Linked DNA regions of Mus musculus: region 1 is linked to region 2. The links are chromatin contacts, called in public ChIA-PET maps. All regions are on one chromosome and are shown on one strand. Each heading gives the region's core, a stretch centred on a gene start, on an enhancer-like site or on the middle of the called end of the contact. The rest is flanking DNA. Distances are from core to core; before and after follow the strand shown. Region 1 overlaps Vapb (vesicle-associated membrane protein, associated protein B and C). Region 2 holds the start of Rab22a (RAB22A, member RAS oncogene family).

Evidence for each region. ChIA-PET counts read pairs in DNA pulled down with a chosen protein or histone mark.
Region 1: an RNA polymerase II ChIA-PET map of memory CD8 T cells shows a contact between it and region 2, with 37 read pairs. The contact joins the enhancer-like site here to the promoter of Rab22a in region 2. A contact is called at or near these places in 3 of 484 Hi-C or Micro-C datasets (embryonic stem cells, nephron progenitors and uterus), 3 of 115 datasets of contacts at active chromatin or transcription factors (bone marrow-derived macrophages, embryonic midbrain and memory CD8 T cells) and 3 of 9 other capture datasets (adipose tissue, liver and pancreatic islet).

What each region holds. Positions count from the first base shown.
Region 1 is chr2:173,767,103-173,772,283 of GRCm38.p6, reverse strand. Vapb (vesicle-associated membrane protein, associated protein B and C) reads right to left here. Exons shown (of 6, transcript NM_019806.5): 3 at 660-763. Among named protein-coding and RNA genes, the nearest start is that of Vapb, 32 kb to the right of the region's middle. Within about 2 kb of position 1,408, at least 80 of the 459 cell types and tissues checked have an H3K27ac peak or open chromatin away from gene starts, as enhancers often do. A contact at or near this core is called in bone marrow-derived macrophages, embryonic stem cells and memory CD8 T cells, where this site is marked.
Region 2 is chr2:173,658,307-173,663,969 of GRCm38.p6, reverse strand. Rab22a (RAB22A, member RAS oncogene family) reads right to left here and starts at 4,125. Exons shown (of 7, transcript NM_024436.3): 1 at 3,829-4,125; 2 at 2,459-2,538. The coding sequence starts at 3,864. It also overlaps the pseudogene Ppp4r1l-ps.

The DNA.
Region 1 (5,181 bases), core at 159-2,658, 110 kb before region 2:
TGGCCCCAGGTCCTGTCTCCTGGAGTAGGTAAGAGCCACCTTTGGGGAGAATTGCCGTTCTAATGCCCCTTCTTCTGGAAAAATCAATACCATAAAATCCTGCTTATTTATAAAAAACGAAGGCATCTTAATTTTACCAAAATTAGGGACACTGTTAAACATGTACTTACATGAGGAAGGAGGGATAAAAATGAAGGCAATTAAAGAACAAAGAAGCAGGGCCTGTTCAGAGACAGAGCAGATGCTTAGTGTGAACAAGACCCAAGCTCCGTCCTCAGTAAAGAGGGAAGAACAAAGCTGACCAGAGCTACTTCCGCTCCGCAGAGGAAAGCAACAGCGGGCAGTATCACTGGGGGGGAGGGGAGGGGCATTTAATGTTAGGCAAACCCTTCCGGGCATGAGGGCTGGAGACAGGCCAGAAGCATCCACTCAGGATAGAGCACGCCGCTGTGGTGCAGGAGAGGGAGGAGAAGGTCCACAAGAGCAGAGAATTGAAGCAAGTTCAGTTCATCGAGTCAGAAAAGAACAGCCATGTAAAATGTTAAAGCTATTCATCAAAGTTGGGAAAGTGGTACAGGGGCCTGAGTGTACACCTCCCTAACAGCACCCGCCATGGCTGCCCTAGCGGGCTGGAGAGAAGAAGAAGTGTTCGTACTTACTACTGCCTCCATATCAGAAGTGTCAGGCGGAGCAAACATAGACTGAACCATAAACTTGTGTTTACTTTTCTCATTGGGATCATAATCGAAAGGCTGTAACATCACTGAGAAAGAAAATATTTCATTAGGAGGGTCACAATGTGGTTATCGGAGTCGTTTGTCACGCTAGGTCTTACACTGTGGAGGAAAACAGCTCCCCAGCTCTCCCATCTGGACCCTGAGGAAGGCCGTGGCCAGCAGAGATGTACAACTTCCCCAACCCCCATCTTTCAGGTCAGCAGTTAAGGCCAGAAAAACTGGGGCCTGTCCCAGCCTCACAGCAGGTGCCAGCTGAGCTGTAGGTGGGTCTGGAACTTGGGTGCCTGATTTCTGATACAAAGATTGTGCGCTCACACAGAGCCACCCTCACCTATCTCACAGCTCTCGCTGAAGACATAAAATGGGAGAAACACCAAAGTCCTATTTTTCTCAAGGAAACATTGCCAAATGATCTTTTCGAGAAAGAAAACAGAATAACTCAAATCATTTCAGGATGGTTTTCACTTCTCTCCACCCCATTTCCCACGCAGCTCATCAAGGTAAGGCTTGAAATATGATTTTGCCAATAGAATTCTGGAGACGGCATAAAAGCTGGATTTGCCACAGCAGGAAAAGCAATTCCAACTCCTGCCCTACCCCCACCCAGAACCCAGAGGGAGCTCACCCAAGGCACCCCGCTGTACTGAGGGAGTCTTGTATTCTGATTCACTTCCTCGGACCTGTTTCCCCATGACTCAGCCAGGCCCAGTTATAGGAGGGCTGCTATACTCTCTCTGCTGCACAGCTTTAATAAGCTTTGCCCCTAGTGGCCTTCCCTGAAACCTAAGTTCACAATCAGGGGGCACCTCAGAGTCAGTGTGGGCCTTGCATCTCCAACCAGAACCTAGGCTCCTGCTCTTCAGACTGCCATTACCCCACTCCATCCGAAGAAGCAGGCGCTGCTGTGGGAGGAGGGCATTATTCTGCTGTCTATTTTTCTGATTAAAACAACAACAACAGCAAAATAAAAAACAGAAAAACCTGAAATAGAACCCAGTTTCCTTAGTCCACAAATGCATGCACACGCGCGCACACACACAGGCACGCACACACGCACACACACACACAGGCACGCACACACGCACACACAGGCACGCACACACGCACACACACACACACAGGCACGCACACACGCACGCACACACACAGGCACGCACACACGCACACACACACACAGGCACGCACACACGCACACACACACACACAGGCACGCACACACGCACACACACACACACAGGCACGCACACACGCACGCACACACACAGGCACGCACACACGCACACACACACACACACACACAGGCACGCGCGCACACACACACACACACACACACAGGCACGCACACACGCGCACGCGCGCGCACACACACACACACAGGCACGCACACACGTACGCGTGCGCACACACACACACACACACACACGCACACACACACATAGGCACGCACACACACACAGAGGCACGCACACACACACACACACACACAGGCACGCGCGCGCACACACACACACACACACACACACAGGCACGCATGCACACACACACAGGCACGCACACACACACACACACACACACACAGGCACGCGCGCACACACACACACACACACACACACAGGCACGCACACACGCACACACACACAGGCACGCACACACGCACACACACACACACACAGGCACACGCACGCACGCACACACACACAGGCACGCACACACGCACACACACACACACACACACACAGGCACACGCACGCACGCACACACACACACACACACACACACACACACAAACCCAAAGGTCTGCCCCACAGCTCCTGCTACTGTGTATCAAAGGATATCAGGCCTGCCTTCTGCAGTCTGTCCCATGAGAAGTTTCTCCTTCCTAGATAGGAGGAGATAAAAGGCTAGGAGGGGTTCCTGCCTGGCTGAGTCCAGGCTTACATTCATTCCCACACTATGGGTCCGATTTGCCTGTAGTTGGTAGCCCACACCTTTAATCCCGCACTCTGGAGGCAGAGGCGGAGGCAGGTGGCTCTCAATTTGAGGCCAGCTTGGTCTACAAAGCACACGCAAAGCCTGGGTCAACCCTAGTATTGAAAAAAAAAAAAAGAAGCAAAACAAAGAAAATGCTTCTTGTCTGCCTCAGAGCTGTCTAAAGATGCTGTTAACTTCCTGTCTGGGAGACCCACCCACCACGACAGCGGTGCAGCGTACTGAATGAAGCAGACACGAGAAGCAGCCTATTAAGACGTCAGATTTGCAGAAGCTGTCAACAACGCCAGCCTTCCAATTTCTTTGAGAATAGCTACTTTCATAAAAAGTATTACTACTAACATGTAATTGACGGATTGTAATTTTTAAAGAAATTAGTCATTTAAAAAATTTTAATATAATAAATATCACTACAGCTCACAAAGACCTGCTACACTCTTTGGGGTCTTCAACTGTCCCTAACACAAAAAGTTTAGAGACTACACAGGAGCACAGCTGCCACATACACTGCCTTCCTGGCCCTCTCTAGAGGGAATCAACTGGACTAGTGCCTATGGGCCCTTTCTATAGGCAACCTAAAGAGAAAGGAACTATCTGCACCCATGCCTGAGCCACAGGGGCAGCTTTGAAGGCAGCACTGCATATGATCCCTGTGCTACTCTGAGTAAGCATATACCTCAAGACCTCAAAACCGCAGCTTTGCCTACAACCATCACCACCCCACTCCTGGCCTACAGCATCATGGTCGACAGCCTCACCACCTCACTCCTGGCCTACAGCATCATGGTCGACAGCCTCACCACCCCACTCCTGGCCTACAGCATCATGGTCGACAGCCTCACCACCCCACTCCTGGGCCTACAGCATCCTGGTCTACAGCCTCACTACCCCCATTCCTAGACTACAGCACCCTACTGCTCAGCCCCATAGTGGAGAGCCCAGAGAAACACTTGATGGCAGGGCACACAGGCAGGCCTAGTGGTGGCCAGTCACAATTCCTAAGTCAACATACATCAATGTTCAGGGCCCCAGTGAGGATAACCAGAGAACCTCAGCCCAGAATGGGAACCAGGGCCTCTGGAGTGCTCTTCTAAGAAGCTCTGGGTATAAGGTGGAGACTTGCCCCTCCCCCACTGCAGAAACAAGAAGAGAAGCAGCTGTCTGCCTCGCACTGGCTGTCCTTTCTGTAGATGACACTCTACAGACCCTTGGTACACCTAGGACCCACCCCCCGCCTCATGGAGCCCTTCACGTACACCACCGAGTTCCTGTTCCTCAGCTGCCACCAGCTCCTGTCAAATCCAGTCTCAGCAGAGATTTTATGAGAACATGGAGGAATAAATGTTGGTCAGCGCTAGCTCGCTGCAAATTGTGGCACAAATTATGTACTTTTTCCATGACAGGCTATAAAAGAGCTTCCCATTAACTTAATTTATTTCATTTAAATACCAGAGACACTGATGATAAAAACCCTAAGTGAACCGTCCCTCCTTTCAGAGCGCATCTGCTGACAGAACATTAAAAGAGGCCTGTTACCAGGAGACAACCTGGGCTCAGTCACCCCTCACCCACACTGGGATGAGGACACAGCCTGCTGCATTAGGCATGAAGGTAGGACCCTTGCAAAGAACCTTCAGGGTCATGAAGAAGTGGATCGATCACACCAGACTTCCCTCAAAAGAGAAAAACCGGGCCACTTAAAACACACACTGGCTTAGAAAATGACAATCTGGTTAAACGCAGCATAAAGGCTGCTTCCGGGGAGCCAGGCAGCCATGGCCGTTTTCATGTATACCACAGTGGAACAGGCAAGTAAGTAAGGAACATCTACAGAGCTCCACTGCACAGTCTCTGAATCTAGCCTGAAGATGTCTCCACATGCGACAAATCCACAACCATTTGACTCTCACTCACTCGCGCTCTTAGTCCCAAGCAGAGGTTCTGCAGAGCTGTTTCTTTCCCACCAAATCAGCTTTCTAGACCTAGGAAGATACCCCACAGCCCCCTACAGCACTCAGATGACAACTTCCTGTAACAGCAGCTACTGCCCAAGCAGAAGAGACCCAGTGGAGTTGCTCACATCCTCTGGGCTTCTTCCCTCCTTTCACAGTCCGAGAGTCAGAAGAGCATCATCTACCAACTCAATGCATTTGCGGCAATGTCGCAGAAGACAAGTGTGAGCTTCTTACAGCTAGGGTGATTAGTGTGGCCATGAATGCTGGACTCCTGAGACAACTGGGTAGGCCCCAAGCCTTTGCCATGAGTAAGTTCATTGTTTCCTTCAGGGGCCACTGTGACTACTTTCCTGGGCCTCTACTATTCAAACCGAGCAGGTCTATAACTAACCTCACCTGGTTACAAGAACACTGCTGCTCTACCTGTGTCCTCTATGGGCCTCTCTGGCTCACGTGCTCAGCTCAGGTAACAAACACCTGGCAGTCTGCTCCATCTGCTT
Region 2 (5,663 bases), core at 2,876-5,375:
AATGTATATTGAAAAGTGCCAGGCAGACATATAATGGCTCATGTCTGCTCTCCCTGCACACAGGGGACTTAGGTAGCCTTGGCTATATAGTAAGTTTTAGGCCTGCCTGGGCTAGAGAAGACCATATTGCAAAAACAAACAAATAAAAGCGACAGAATGTCAGGCTTTGTGTGCCACAGGACTCCTGCCTTTGGTCAGGACAGCCTGAGAACAGCTGAGGCAGGGGTGAGTACTTCAGTAACATTTTATTTACCAAGAGAGAAGGCAGAAGACAGCTACAGTTTGCTGACACCAGGTTTAAATCACCAGCACCCAGAATACCTGACACATGGTTGGTACCTGTGATGGTTTGTATATTCTTGGACCAGGGAGTGGCACCATATGGAGGTGTGACCTTGCTGGAATAGGTGTGATCTGGTTGGAATAGGTGTGTCACTGTGGGTGTGGGCTTAAGACTCTCACCCCAGTTGCCTGGAAGTCAGTCTTCCAGTAGCAGCCTTTGTATGAAGACATAGAACTCTCAGCTCTGCCTGTGCCATGCCTGCCTGGATGCTGCCATGCTCCCACATTGATGATACTGGACTGAACCTCTGAACCTATAAGCCAGCCCCAAATAAATGTTTTGTATAAGACTTGCCTTGGTCATGGTGTCTGTTCACAGCAGTAAAACCCTAACTAAGACAGTACCCAATAAACGAATAAACATTTTGAAAAATACTCACTGGGCTTGCTGGGTTTGCAGTGGTTCCCAGGGCCAGAGAAGGTGGATTCAGTGACATGGTGGGTAGAACTGTGCTGACAATGGCTACAGAGTAACTGCTAAGAAAGTGGTGTGTTCTCTTCCAGCTTAAGCACAGGACTAGGCTGTGATGCTGCTGGATGACAGCAGGGCAGAAGGGCAGCCGAATGGTGGGAAAGAGAAAGTGATGAAAAGCTGGGAACTCAGCATTCCAGAGAGGACGGGGTCACTGGGCCGTCACTCATAAGGGAGGAAGCCTTTAGAGGCAGAAACAAGGAAGCAAAGATAGAGGAGGAGGGGACTTTGTAGTCTTTCCTATAAAATATGAGTCTGACACAGTGAGAGCCTGACTGAACCAAGGCAAGGAAGGTTCTCTTAGTTTTTCTCTCTATTCGTCTGATAGTGAAGGAGGCGGTGTCTTAGCACTTGTGGGTTCTGAGGTTCTGAAAGGCTGTGCGTGAAGTGTGTCATTCACTGACTCATCAGTGCTTCTCCGCTCTGCTCGCCACCTTGCAGTGCAGTGCAGGTGCCGACAAGCCCTGAGGAGCAGGAGGTGATACTTGGAAGCACACGGACACACCCAATTCTTCTGCAAGGGTACTGTCTTCACTGCAGACATAGTGGTGGATCTCATCTCCATGCCTCCACATGCATACGAGACCCTGAGATTTTAACACACTCTCAAGCAGCAGTCTTGTGAAGTCTCTCCCACAGTTGTAAAGTGTTTCCCTTTGTGGCACAAAGCCATATCTCATCCTGATGATGAACCACATACAACTTTTCTTTACAGATAGAAAACCCGTTGACTGTCAGGAAGTGTCTAGTCATTACCTAGTTGTACAAACTTAACATAGTAGTAGATCCTACAAAGCTCATGCTCTCAAAGAGAAAAATTAGGGCTAATCCCATGCTCTCCCTGTGACAGTTAAGTAGTTAAAAAGATTTTTGTTCAGTCTGTAAGAAGCTGGGGAGATGGCTTAGCAGGTAAACCACAGCGCTCTTCTGGAGGGTCCATCTGGTTCCTAGCACCCACAGCAGGCAGTTCATAACCACGTCCAGCGGACCCCGCGCTTCTGGCTTTCAAGGGTGGGCACTCACATTCACACTCACAGACTTCCACTCAGACACACGCGCACCTAATCAAAAATAATGAAGTCTTCGAGAACTCTCTAGTCAACTTCAACAGTCCAAAAAACCCCCAACCAACCAAACCAACCAAACAAACAAAAAACAAAAAAACACCAGATACCCAAAAAACAAAAAAGCCCCCCAAACAAAGCCTAATCAACCAAACAACCCCAAACCAGACCATTTTTAAGTTAATTCATTAATTTAAAGCTGTCACCAGTTCAAAAGGGTTTGAATTCAATTCTACTTCTTTTCAAGGACCAAAACTGGGTATGCCCCCCCAAAGACCTGCATCGGAACGTGTTTTCATCTGCTCTCTTTCAAGGTGTAACTGGGTCTGTAAACTCCTATGTCAACTGATTCTTTTTCATTGTTGAAGTTCTTATTCCCAAAGTCTGAAGATATTCTCCTAGGATACAGTAAACCTCACTGTATTCTCTCAAATCATTTTGGGAATGTCAAGACCCAGCAATTCAAAATTTCATCAAGTTCAGGACAACAGGAGTTACACCCGGTCACACGTTCCTGCTTGCGATGACTTTCCACGAACTCTGGGATAGACGTATACAGTAAATAAACTTGTTCTCTTACCCTATGGTTGGATTGATATTCGGATCAAAACTGTCTTCCACAAACCGCCACACGATGCTCGATTTACCCACACCCGTATCCTGAAAGAGAGTAAGATGGGGCACTGAGGAAAAACTAACCTATTTGTAGACACCCAAGACTACTTTGTAGCCTAAAGTGGAGGACTGCAGAAAAAGCATTTCCATCTGCAGATGGAGAGACACAACAGGCTTCTGTAATAAGTCAGTGAAGTAACTATATTACGGGGCCAGAGCGCATGCTTTTCATTCCAGTACCTGGGAGACAGAAGCAGGCAGATTTCTTAGCCTAAGAACTGAGCACAGTGCCAGTCATGGCCAACTAGTGAGAAACCATCTTGAAAGTACTGGGGAAGGATTCTGCAGTTCTTAAGTGACACTAGGACCTCCGGAAAGACCTACGACGGCCTAGTGCTACAGGACTGCGATCTTAGCAAATCTGGGAGGCAGAGGCAGGAGGGTTCCAAGTTCAAGGCCTGCTGAGGCTGAGATTTCAAGGCTATCCTGGGCAACTTCTGGAGATCCTGCTAAAAAAATAGAAGCAAGCAAACTGGGGACACACAACTCAGTGGCGGGACTTGCCTAGGATGTACAAGGTTTAGGTTTAGTCTCTAAGACTGAACTCCTGCTCCCTCCCAAAGTAAAAAGGCCTCTTCAATGCCTGTCCTGTGTGAAAGGTGACTGGACTCACTGGCCTTTTAACATATACCAGTAAAACTATGCGCTCCCAAGTTGCGGAGTAATCGGGATGAACCCTAGCCCCACCCTGCTAAGGGGCAAAAACCATGTAGTTATTGGAATTTTTTTTTTTTCAGTCATTAAAACAGAAACTCAGGAAGGAGATCATTAGAAGGCTCTGAAAAGGCCAAACTACTGTGAGAGGACCGGAAGCTGAACCTTCAAAGTCCTGGTAACTCCTCCCTGTTCTAGTGAAGAGTGAACTTTAATGGAAAGTAACTCTTGCAGAAGTGTCAAAGACGTCCCAAAAGTTCAAAACCATCCCACATTGCTGAAAGGAGGCCAAGTGTGCGCATAAAACCCAAAGCCCTGCTGGGGAGGGTTAACTTTCAGAAACTTGTCTAACTTTAAAGGTGTCCCTCGCAAAGTTGGAAGGAAACTACCTGTGGGCTACTTCACTGTGGGATGGAAAGAGGGCGTCGCTCCGGGGCGCCGGGGGCCACCCTGACACCTGGGGGCCTTGGGTGGGGCACAGCCTGCTGGTCCCGCCGCCCTAAGGGGTCTGTGGGGGGCTGCGTCCCGCGCTGAGCGTAAAGGGGTGCAAGGGGCCCTGGAGTGCCGGGGCCCGCCCGCCCGGCCTCCGCGACCCTCCGGACCCCGCCCGCTGCAACTTACCCCGAGCAGGCACACTTTAAGTTCCCTCAGCGCCATGGCCCGGGAACCAGGGGTGCGGGCCCGCCGCCGCCCTAAGTTGAGGAGGGAGAGGCCCGGCCCAGCACCAGCATCCCCCGGCGCCGCCGCCTCACCGCCAAGTCCCGGCCGAGCACTCCGGGCGGCCGTGCGTCCGCCGCCGCCCTCCGGTCCGGCCGACCCCGTCACTTGTCCGGCGGAGTCACCTCAACAGCCGGGACACCGCCTTGGCCTCCCGGGCGCTACCGCCGCCGCCATCTTGGGACGCCAGCTGGGTCACCTGACCTCCCCGCCCACTTCGGCAGCCACCTTCTCCGCGAGGGCGGGGCGGCCGGCTCGCAGCTCACAGGCGGGTGGGCGGAGCACCAATGGGCGGAGCCTCAGCGTCGCCCCACCCTCCAGCTCCGCCTCAGCCCCATCTTCTCTAAGGAGTGGGCGGGGCGGGATGGGGCGTAATCTTGAAGCTACCACGCCTCTAGCTCCACCTTCCACCCGTCCCAAGATGGCGGCGGGTGAGTGAGGCCAGGCTGGTGGGCGGAGCGCGAGGGATGGGCGTGGCCTCTGGGCTCGCCCCCGCCTCCAGCCCCGCCCTCTGGCACATCCTAAGATGGCGGGTGAGTGGGGTCTAGGCTCAGGGGTCTCCGACGGCTCCCCTTCCCCTCCCCGAGAGCCCCCCTCACCCCACCTCCGCACGAGCCCGGGACTCGCCGCCCGCGCAGCCCCGTGTAGCTCCTTGTGTGTCTTTTGATTTTTTTTCAGAGATCCCTCTGTACTTTGTGGACTTGCAGGATGACTTAGAGGACTGTAAGTAACAGTTGGGGCGCCCCGCCCCTCCTTGGGTCCCTCCCAGAGGACTGTGGGGTGCACTTAGACGGGACAGGAGCCTCAGGTCGAGCCTATCTCGAGCCCGCTTCTTCTCAGGTGCCCTTCCCTCCTGGGCTAGGACTTGGGTCTGTTGGAAACTTTGTCTTCCTGTCACTTTCTCCTCTGGCTGCGCTAGGAGCTGTGAGAGGGAAAGCCAATCCCAACCTGGGAGGAACCTCCTTGGGTTCCTAGTTAGGGCTTGGGAGTGACGCCCTACTTGTGGGCCTGGCCAGCTCCATGTCTTCATGGAGCCCACTGCTTTCCATGTTTTGAGTGGGTCTCTTCCACTTGACCCTTCTCAGCCTCCACTTCTTCTCTGGAATTATTTTAAGAGACAGTAGCTGAGAGAGATGCCACCTTCGAAGTGCAAGTTCCAATTTGTGGCTAATGGACAAACGAAGCTTTGGCTTGTCTATCCAATATAGTTTTTCAGCGCCTACCTCTACTTGCTCGGGCCATTTGTTGGGCTTATGAATTTACAAAGATGAACTAGATCTCCCTCACAAGCCAGAGGGGAGCAGGAAAAAAAAAAAAAAAAAACCCAGGGAGGCTTGCTGGTGGTTGAGGTCAAATCACCTCAGATGACACAAATCACCACAGTCAACTGGGGCTTCCTGAGTCCCAGCCCTAGGAGTTACTTCTGTCCCCTTCCCTTCCCTACCTGAAACTCCCTGACAGGAGTTGATGTTGACTGAGAATGTTTGGTAGACCATTGCAGTGTTGAGCACATTTGATCCCTGAGTGTGTGTGTGTGTGAGTGTGTGTGTGTCAACTCTATTAGTGTAGCATGACACTTGGAGAGAAAAGAAAAGTGAGTGGTGAAGAGGCCTGGCCCTTGAGTCAGCCCTCAGGTGCAGTCCTGGATCACTCCAGTTGCAGTGGGATCTGGGGCAGGTCACCATACCGCTTAGAGCCTCATTGGTCGTTTCCTCTGCAAAACCACCAGAGTAGCATCC